Regions from separate parts of the Anser cygnoides genome. Here region 2 is linked to region 1. A link is a contact called in public Hi-C data. All regions are on one chromosome and are shown on one strand. Each heading gives the region's core, a stretch centred on a gene start, on an enhancer-like site or on the middle of the called end of the contact. The rest is flanking DNA. Distances are from core to core; before and after follow the strand shown. Region 1 overlaps PLEKHM3 (pleckstrin homology domain containing M3). Region 2 holds the start of FZD5 (frizzled class receptor 5).

What was found. A called contact is a pair of places that touch in the nucleus more often than the background predicts.
Region 2: a Hi-C map of liver shows a contact between it and region 1, with 6 times the contacts expected there. The contact joins the promoter of FZD5 here to the enhancer-like site in region 1. A contact is called at or near these places in 3 of 7 Hi-C or Micro-C datasets (fetal liver and liver).

The regions. Positions count from the first base shown.
Region 1 is chr6:14,521,709-14,525,399 of Taihu_goose_T2T_genome, reverse strand. The region is part of intron 2 of PLEKHM3 (pleckstrin homology domain containing M3); the gene reads right to left. Among named protein-coding and RNA genes, the nearest start is that of PLEKHM3, 22 kb to the right of the region's middle. Within about 2 kb of position 1,424, at least 1 of the 3 cell types and tissues checked has open chromatin away from gene starts, as enhancers often do. A contact at or near this core is called in liver, where this site is marked.
Region 2 is chr6:14,594,802-14,598,758 of Taihu_goose_T2T_genome, reverse strand. FZD5 (frizzled class receptor 5) reads right to left here and starts at 2,213. Exons shown (of 1, transcript XM_013171169.3): 1 at 1-2,213. The coding sequence starts at 2,072. The coding sequence ends at 342.

The sequences.
Region 1 (3,691 bases), core at 175-2,674:
ACACTCCACAATCAGTCATTTCTCTTAAAAACAGATAAATAAATCTCTCTCTTCTTGGACTAGTGCTGAAAAAAACATATACTAACTTGGGCATCTAAGACAAGGACAGTTCAAAGAGCAGTCACAGGGTACTTAGCACCTCTCAAGAAACAAAGGCAGAAGACCAACTGTGAAAGGATGGGCGTTTAAAAGCCACCGGTATCTGAGAAACATGACCTGAAGTCCAGACAGAAAATACCAGACCATGCTCCAGACAGCTCCCATTTCCCCCCCAGCAGAACGGCCAGCAGTCACAGCCTGGGGGAGCGCAAGCCAGCCCCTGCTGACAGCCAGACGGGATGCTGACTTGGCAGGTAGGACTTCACCACAGAACTGGCATGGACATGGCAAAGCACAGCCAGATCACGAATATTAACTGCGAGCAGCAGTCACACTGACTACAAGTACTCGATGACCTCTAGTAGTGGGGCAGATCAGTCCCCTGCATTAACTAATAAAGAAGAACTAATTGAGACCTCTTCTTCACCTAACCACCCGTTTTCACAAAACACATATAAAGCCACAGTATCTGACACCCTTCCCTTTCTCTCAGCTGTGTCTAAAATGGGCAAACAGGTTCAAATAATAAATATTAAAGTGGAGGGCTGGAAGACAGATGGCACAGTCACATTAAACTACCTGTTCAGGAAGTGAGGCTAAAAATGTTTGCGTAAGGCATAATGAGATGTCTGTGGTTGTTATTAACACCTCTTTCACACGGCACACGATGGTATTTCTGCTTTTCCTTCACTGCTAGTGTCCTCATGTGACATTTACAGCTATAGGCACAATTAGCACCAGAGCCCCTCTCTGGCACGTGCTGCAGGCTGCGAGTTTCTGCTGGAGCTGGTTAGTAATGCTGATTAGCAGAATCCTTGCACATTACTTTTACAGTAAAAATACTGGTTAAAGTTTCACAAGCAGAAGTAAACTGACTGCCTGCTTTTGTCACTATAACTGATTTAACGGTTGGACTTTTGGACTTGCTGATCTTAGAGGTCTTTTCCAACCTAAATAATTCTATGATTCTGTTTATTGTAATTATGCAACTTGTCTCAGAGAAAAAGTATTTATTTATTTTCCCCAGTAGAAGTTATTCTTATTTGGAGAGAGCTTGCAGCTCCACTACTGTAGTCACAAATTGAACTCCTCCTTATCCCCATTAGCTCATGCTACCATGTCCTCTCTGCTCTAATCAAAATCATTAGAATAACCTGACCGACACAATTAGTTCACTTCCTCCACTTCCACACTCCAGAGCCATTTGGCCACTGACTCTGCAATACACACTATCGAATAAATCAGTGTGGGACATGTCCTCTCTTTCTATCCACCCCACCTTTTTTTCCTGCAGTGAGGGTATGCAGTTTCTTATAAAATGCAAACATGAACAGAGTTCAGTTGATGAAATAAATACTTGAGCTAGTATTTCCTCCTTTACCATTCATAAAATGAGTGTTAAGCATAAGCACATATCAAGTGATATTACTCAAGATACATAATGCAAAAATGTGATCTCATCTGAGCTAATTATTAAAGAGAAAAGCCAAATATGACTGTAGATTGTTGTCATTATAGAAATATTTTTGTGTATGGTACACAGTGGCAGCACTTTTTGCAAGGCAGTATTTTTTAGGGCAGAAATGTGATGCAGATGTGCCTTTATACGGGTAAAGTCAAAACAAATAATTCAGCAATGTGTTACAAAACAAGATGACCTATGATTGTGGCTTGGGATCAGAATGCAGAAGCTAACAACCTCCTAGAGAGGCAGTTAATACCCCAAGCCTGTCAGTGTTCAAGAAATGGACAGTGCTCTCATTAATATGCTTTAACTTTTAGTTAGCCCTGAAGTGATCAGGCAGTTGGACCAAATGATCTTTGAAGGTCCCTTCCAACTGAACTATTTGATTCTTTCCTAAAAACTTCATATTTCCCTCAGTGCAAAGCAAGCATTTTCCTGTCCTTTCTTTCCTTTTCTGTTCTGTACTTTTTAAAAAAATGCAATTTCCAGACCAGTCATTCAAAAGAATTCCCATGCAGTCCTGCTCCACAATGCTGTTATGCATAAAGTCAGCAGGCACACCTGGTAGTAAGCTCAGTATCAGTACTCGGTAGTGCATATAGAATTTTTCTTTTTATTTTTAAAATGTCTTAATACATCAAGGTGAAGGTTTTGAACAGCTGAAGAGACATGAAAAAAACAGTCCGGCTCATCTGACAAGATACTTGTCTATTAGCTCTGCAAGATGCTGGCAGAAGGTACTCACACTGTTGCTATGGAGCCCATGTTTTTAAGAGCGCAACAGAGGTAAATCCTGCTCCTCTGGAAGGGAAACAGAAAAATACGACCCCTCCTCTACTCATGGAGCAAGATGAAGTAATACACAAAAGAGAGCATTCCTTGCCCTTTCCAAAGCTAAACAGGAGCAAGCCCTCAGAAAGGATAATGTTTGTGTTAGCACTATCTTGGTACAGCATGCTTTTCTGCGCCAGCATGGCTGAAAGAAGTGGTGAAGGGTCTAAGTCTTTCTCTTCACAAGATGCCTCTGAATTTGGTATCACAGAAAAGCAGCGTAGCATCAGTCTTGATGCCTCAACTGACTCCAGTTGAAGCATTCATTACATACAGCAATCCCTTCACACTGGATGAAACAGAGGCTGGTAAATGACACGCAGAGTTTTTTTAGCTCAATGTGTTTGGGCCACCTGATGCAGTACAAGTGATAAAGCTGTGGCTGAATGTGACTGATGTCTCCTAACTCAACGCCATTAAAACTTTTATAAACATTCCCCACTAGCCAACACTTACCTTTCCGGGGGGTGAGGATGGCAATGGGACGGGATGCACCAGTTTCACCTAACTGCTAGTGCACTCCCTGCCACTCCACAAGCTGCTCGTTTGTCTTAGCACCCTAGCTCCTCTTAGTTAGACTGATGGCAACAACATGCTAAACCTCTTAGCTTTGATTTGTCATCATCCTAAATTGAAATGTTTGTAGCTGAGAAGGCCCTATTGTAAGGCCCAATATCCTACCATCTCCTAGAGCCAGAAACTTGTTCCAGTCTATGACGAGAGCTTCCTCTGGACATGACTGACAAAGCGCAGAAGTGCTGGGGGCCTTCCCTCCTCCTCCTGCCCGCAGAGGGCTACATGCAGCGCGTAACAACTGAAGGTCTCTGAGGTGAGGAGGGTCTCAGTAGGCAAGCATGGCTTTATAAGGAGGAGGAAGTGGAAGAAGTTTCTACCCAAGCAGCATGCATTGCTTTCTCCCTCATTCCAGTACTGCTCTGAGTCCATGCTTCTGTTTCTCAGAAATGCATTTTTACACAGAGTATTTCCCTCTGTATGAAGTATGGTGCTTCATATCTTCGAGTAAACCATATTCTGCAAAGGGAGTGTGGCACAGGCACCTACATTTTCCCTTAACTTACAAGCACTGCTTTTGGAAAATCACCATCCTTTCCATCCCTATCTGTTGTGATTCATAATGATGGCTATTTCTACAATTCTTTCAAATCAAGTTATCAAAGCACTGATTTTCTTTGATGTTATGCAGTTCAAAGTGATGTAGTGTGACAAACATATTTCTGTGGCATAGACCATTTATGCTACTTTGCTTTTTTTTAAGATGGGTAAAAAATGAGCAAG
Region 2 (3,957 bases), core at 964-3,463, 73 kb before region 1:
CCCCCCCGCCCCCCCCCCCCCCCCCCGCCAGCTCTACCAGCTCCGGCGAGTGGCTCAGTGCCAGTGCAAGTCATCGGCTGAGCATAGGGGCCACCGCCAGCCCTGTCCGCTCCAGCTCTGCCCCGCGCCCTGGTACCAGCACAACCTGCCCTGAGGCCACAGGGCTACCTGCCCCTGCCCGGGGCTGTGGCTGCTCCATGCCCCGTGGGCACGCGCTCGGTCCTGGGCAGCTCCACTGCAGCGGGGCTGGGGACACAGGGGTGGCTGTGCCACCACTCCCTCTTCTGCGGCACGGGGTCTTTGCAACCCTCTGTGGCTGGGGTCACCGAGGCTCCCTCCGGTCACACATGGGACAGTGGGACCTGCTTGTGGTAGGAGGCCATGCTGGGCAGCACCGTCCTGCCTGCCAGCGCCGGACTGGCCTCGCCGTATGCGGCAGCAGCCGCGGGCTTCCTGGGCCGGCAGCAGCGGGCTGTGAAGCGCCTCCAAGAGTCGAGCGTTTTGCCAGACCAGATCCAGACGCCAGAGGTGATGCCCACCACAAGGCACATGAAGTACTTGAGCATGAAGACAGCGTAGTCAGGCTTGGGGCGGTGGGGGTCCCCTGGGCAGGAGCAGTTCTGCGCCTGCTCCCACGCCTCCCGGTTGTGCTGCTCATAGATGTAGCAGGCAATGACGATGGTGGCAGGCACGGTGTAGAGTACAGTGAAGATGCCAATGCGGATCATCAGCTTCTCCAGCTTGTCGGTCTTGGTGCCACCCTGCTTGATCACGCTGCGGATGCGGAACAGCGAGACGAAGCCAGCTAGCAGGAAGAGGCTGCCAGTGAACAGATAAACCACCAGCGGCGCCAGCACGAAGCCCCGCAGGTTCTCCAGGCTCTGGTTGCCCACATAGCAAACCCCAGCCACTGGATCACCATCCACAGAGCTGAGTGCCAGCACGGCTATGGACTTGGCGCTGGGGATGAGCCAGGCGGCCAGGTGGAAGTACTGCGCGTAGCTGGCGATGGCCTCGTTGCCCCACTTCATGCCGGCAGCCAGGAACCAGGTGAGGGACAGGATGACCCACCAGATGGAGCTGGCCATGCCAAAGAAGTAGAGGAGAAGGAAGACCACAGTGCAGAGCGCGGGGCCTGTGGTCTCGTAGTGGATGTGGTGGTGCTCGGGATTGCAAGCCACGTTGGCGTGCCCTGCCACCAGCCGCACGATGTAGCCCACAGAGACAAAGAGGTAGCACGCAGAGAGGAAGATGATGGGACGCTCGGGGTACTTGAAACGCTCCATGTCAATGAGAAAGGTGGCCACGGTGGTGGAGGTGGACAGGAAGCAGAGGATGGACCAGAGGCCAATCCAGAAGGTGGCGAAGGTCTTCTCGTCCTGGGTGAAGTAGGGCTGGTAGCAGGGCATGGCACAGTTGACCACCTGCCCGGTCCTTACACGGTTGTACAGCGGATGGGACTCCTTGGAGATGGGGATCAGCGGCGCTTTGCACTTGCAAGTCTGCCCGCACTCCGTCCCCCCGGGGCGCTGCCCACCAAGCGGCGTCAGGTTTTTGGCTGTGTCTTTGGCCGGGCGCGTGGGCTTCCCGAAGAAAGGCGGCAAGGTGGTGGCCTCCGTGTGGTTGTAGCCCATGCAGAGCACCTCGGTGTCCCCCAGCACCGGCAGGCTGTCGCAGCTCATCCTCTCGGGCCAGGCGAAGCCGTACTGCTGCATGATGGGCGAGCAGCCGGCCTTGGCCCGCTCGCAGACGGAGCGGCAGGGGGGCAGCGGCTTGGTGTAGTCAGGCAGGCAGATGGGGGTGTACATGCTGCAGAGGAAGAAGCGCAGGTCCGGGGAGCACTGGATCTCCACCAGCGGCCAGAACTGGTGCACCTCCAGCCCGGCCTCGTCCTGCGTGTCGTGGTTGAACTGGTTGGGCATGTAGGTGAGGTTGTAGCCGATGCCCTTGCACATCGGCACCGTGATCTCCTGGCACACCAGCCCCTTGGAAGCGGCGCGCCCCGCCGCCGGCAGCCCCAGCAGCAGCGGCAGCCCCAGCAGCAGCGGCGCCGGCAGAGCCCGGCCGCCCATCGCCGCCCCGCGCCCTACCGCCGCCGCATGCCCCGGGCGCCTGCCCCTGCCGCCGCCGCCGCGCCGAGAGCGGGGCCGGGAGCGGGGCCCCGCGGGACCGGGACCGGGACCGGGACCGGGACCGCCGCCGCCGCCGCCACCTGCGCTCTGGGGCGGCCGCGAGCCCCCGCGCCGCGCCGCGCCGCCGGCCCCGCCCCGGCCCCGCCCCGGCCCGCCCCGCCGGGCTCCCCGGGCCGCCCCCGGCCCCGCCGCCGCCCCCGCCCCGCCGCGGCAGCGCCCCCCGGCGGGCCCCGGCCCCGCCGCCCGAGCCCAGCCCGCGGGGCGGCCGGCGCTGCTCGGGCCGGGCGGGCGGCGGGGGCAGCGGGGGCAGCGGGGGCAGCGGGGCAGGGCAGCCCCCGCCAGGCGGCTTCTCCCCGGCCGCTCATCCCGCGGGCAGGACGCGGTGTGGGTGCCGGCCGGCACGGCGCCAGCCCCGGCTGCCACACGCCAAGGTCCTCAGCGGCTTTAAGGCCGCGCACCTCACGGCCGCCTCCGAAACGCTCCGTGTCTACACGTGCACCCAGCCTTGGCGTGTGCAGCATTTGGCACTGGCAACCCTGAAGCTGAACAACTTTATTTAAAAAAAAAGGCAAACCCAAAGCTGTGGTGAGTCCCCATACCACTTCGCTTTACGCTGCAAGTTTTGCCAGCGCTGAAGCTGTACGGCACAGCATTACCAGTCACGTGCTCCGCTGAAACACAATAGCATATCCCTGTAGCAGGAGTCATAACTTTTAATTCTCCTCGGCAATGAGTTTCTGTGAACTAGCAGCCCAGCAGAAAGCAATCACAGACAGTTTCATTATGGCTTTCAGTTGATTATCCAAATTACAGCTGAGAGCAGAGGGCAGCCTTTTTATTATCATCATTGCTGTACAATTAGAAAACGCTGATGAAGCTCCGCAAGAGCAGAAATTCTCATTTTTGCTGGTATTTTTCATTTTTATAATCATTCCCTTGGGCAATATCTTGGTTTGATTTGACACACAATGAGGAACAGGTACGTAGGGGGGAAGGGAGCAGATAAGAAGAAGGGGAAAATGGGGCAGCTCTTCATTTCAGTTAATCTATCAGCTCTTGTAGCCTGGTTGAGGTTTTGCCTCTCCTCCAGATGTATCTAATTCTCAGAGCCTGGCTGTAAATAATGCTGCATTTGCTACACTGGGGACACATAAAATCCAATTAAGAGACAGGTAGACATCTGTTGGCTTGCTCTGTGCTTCTGTTTCCTTTTTGGTTTTATGAATATGTAGCAGAGCAACCAGAACAGGATTAAATATGGTGTAAGTGCAAGTACAGTTGATAGGCTTGTTATTCATCTCTACAGTGTGGTGCGAGAGTACAGTGCTGTACGTGCATACAGCACCATTAGTGACAGAAGCTGCGCCTGCACGAAACCTACCGTGCCAAATCCTGGAGACAAAAGAAAAAGTGTTTCTCACCCCTAAGACCTTTCTGCCATTGTTAATAAACTCTACAAATTATTAGGAAATTGCTTTACCTTTAATCCCTGTGCAGAGGCGTTCATGAAGCTCCACCATGCCAGACAGGTCTGCTCGGAAGCCTGGCCCGGCCCTGCTCATGGCTCCAGCCCGAAGGACAGGGGCAGGGGCTGGCAGCGCGTGTCCTCACGGACGCCCCTTTCACTCACTGGTGCATTTCCAGCTGGGATGCAGTGGTTTCTGGTAGGAACAGAGAATAAGAAGGTGGTAAATACTTCTGCTTTTGGTTCTTTCCCTGCTGTATTGTCAGCATTCACAGTTTACCAACTACTTTTGGGAAGGATATCGTGACTTTTAAAACACTTTAGGGAAGGGCTGAGCGAGCTTCCTTGGCAAAGACCAGC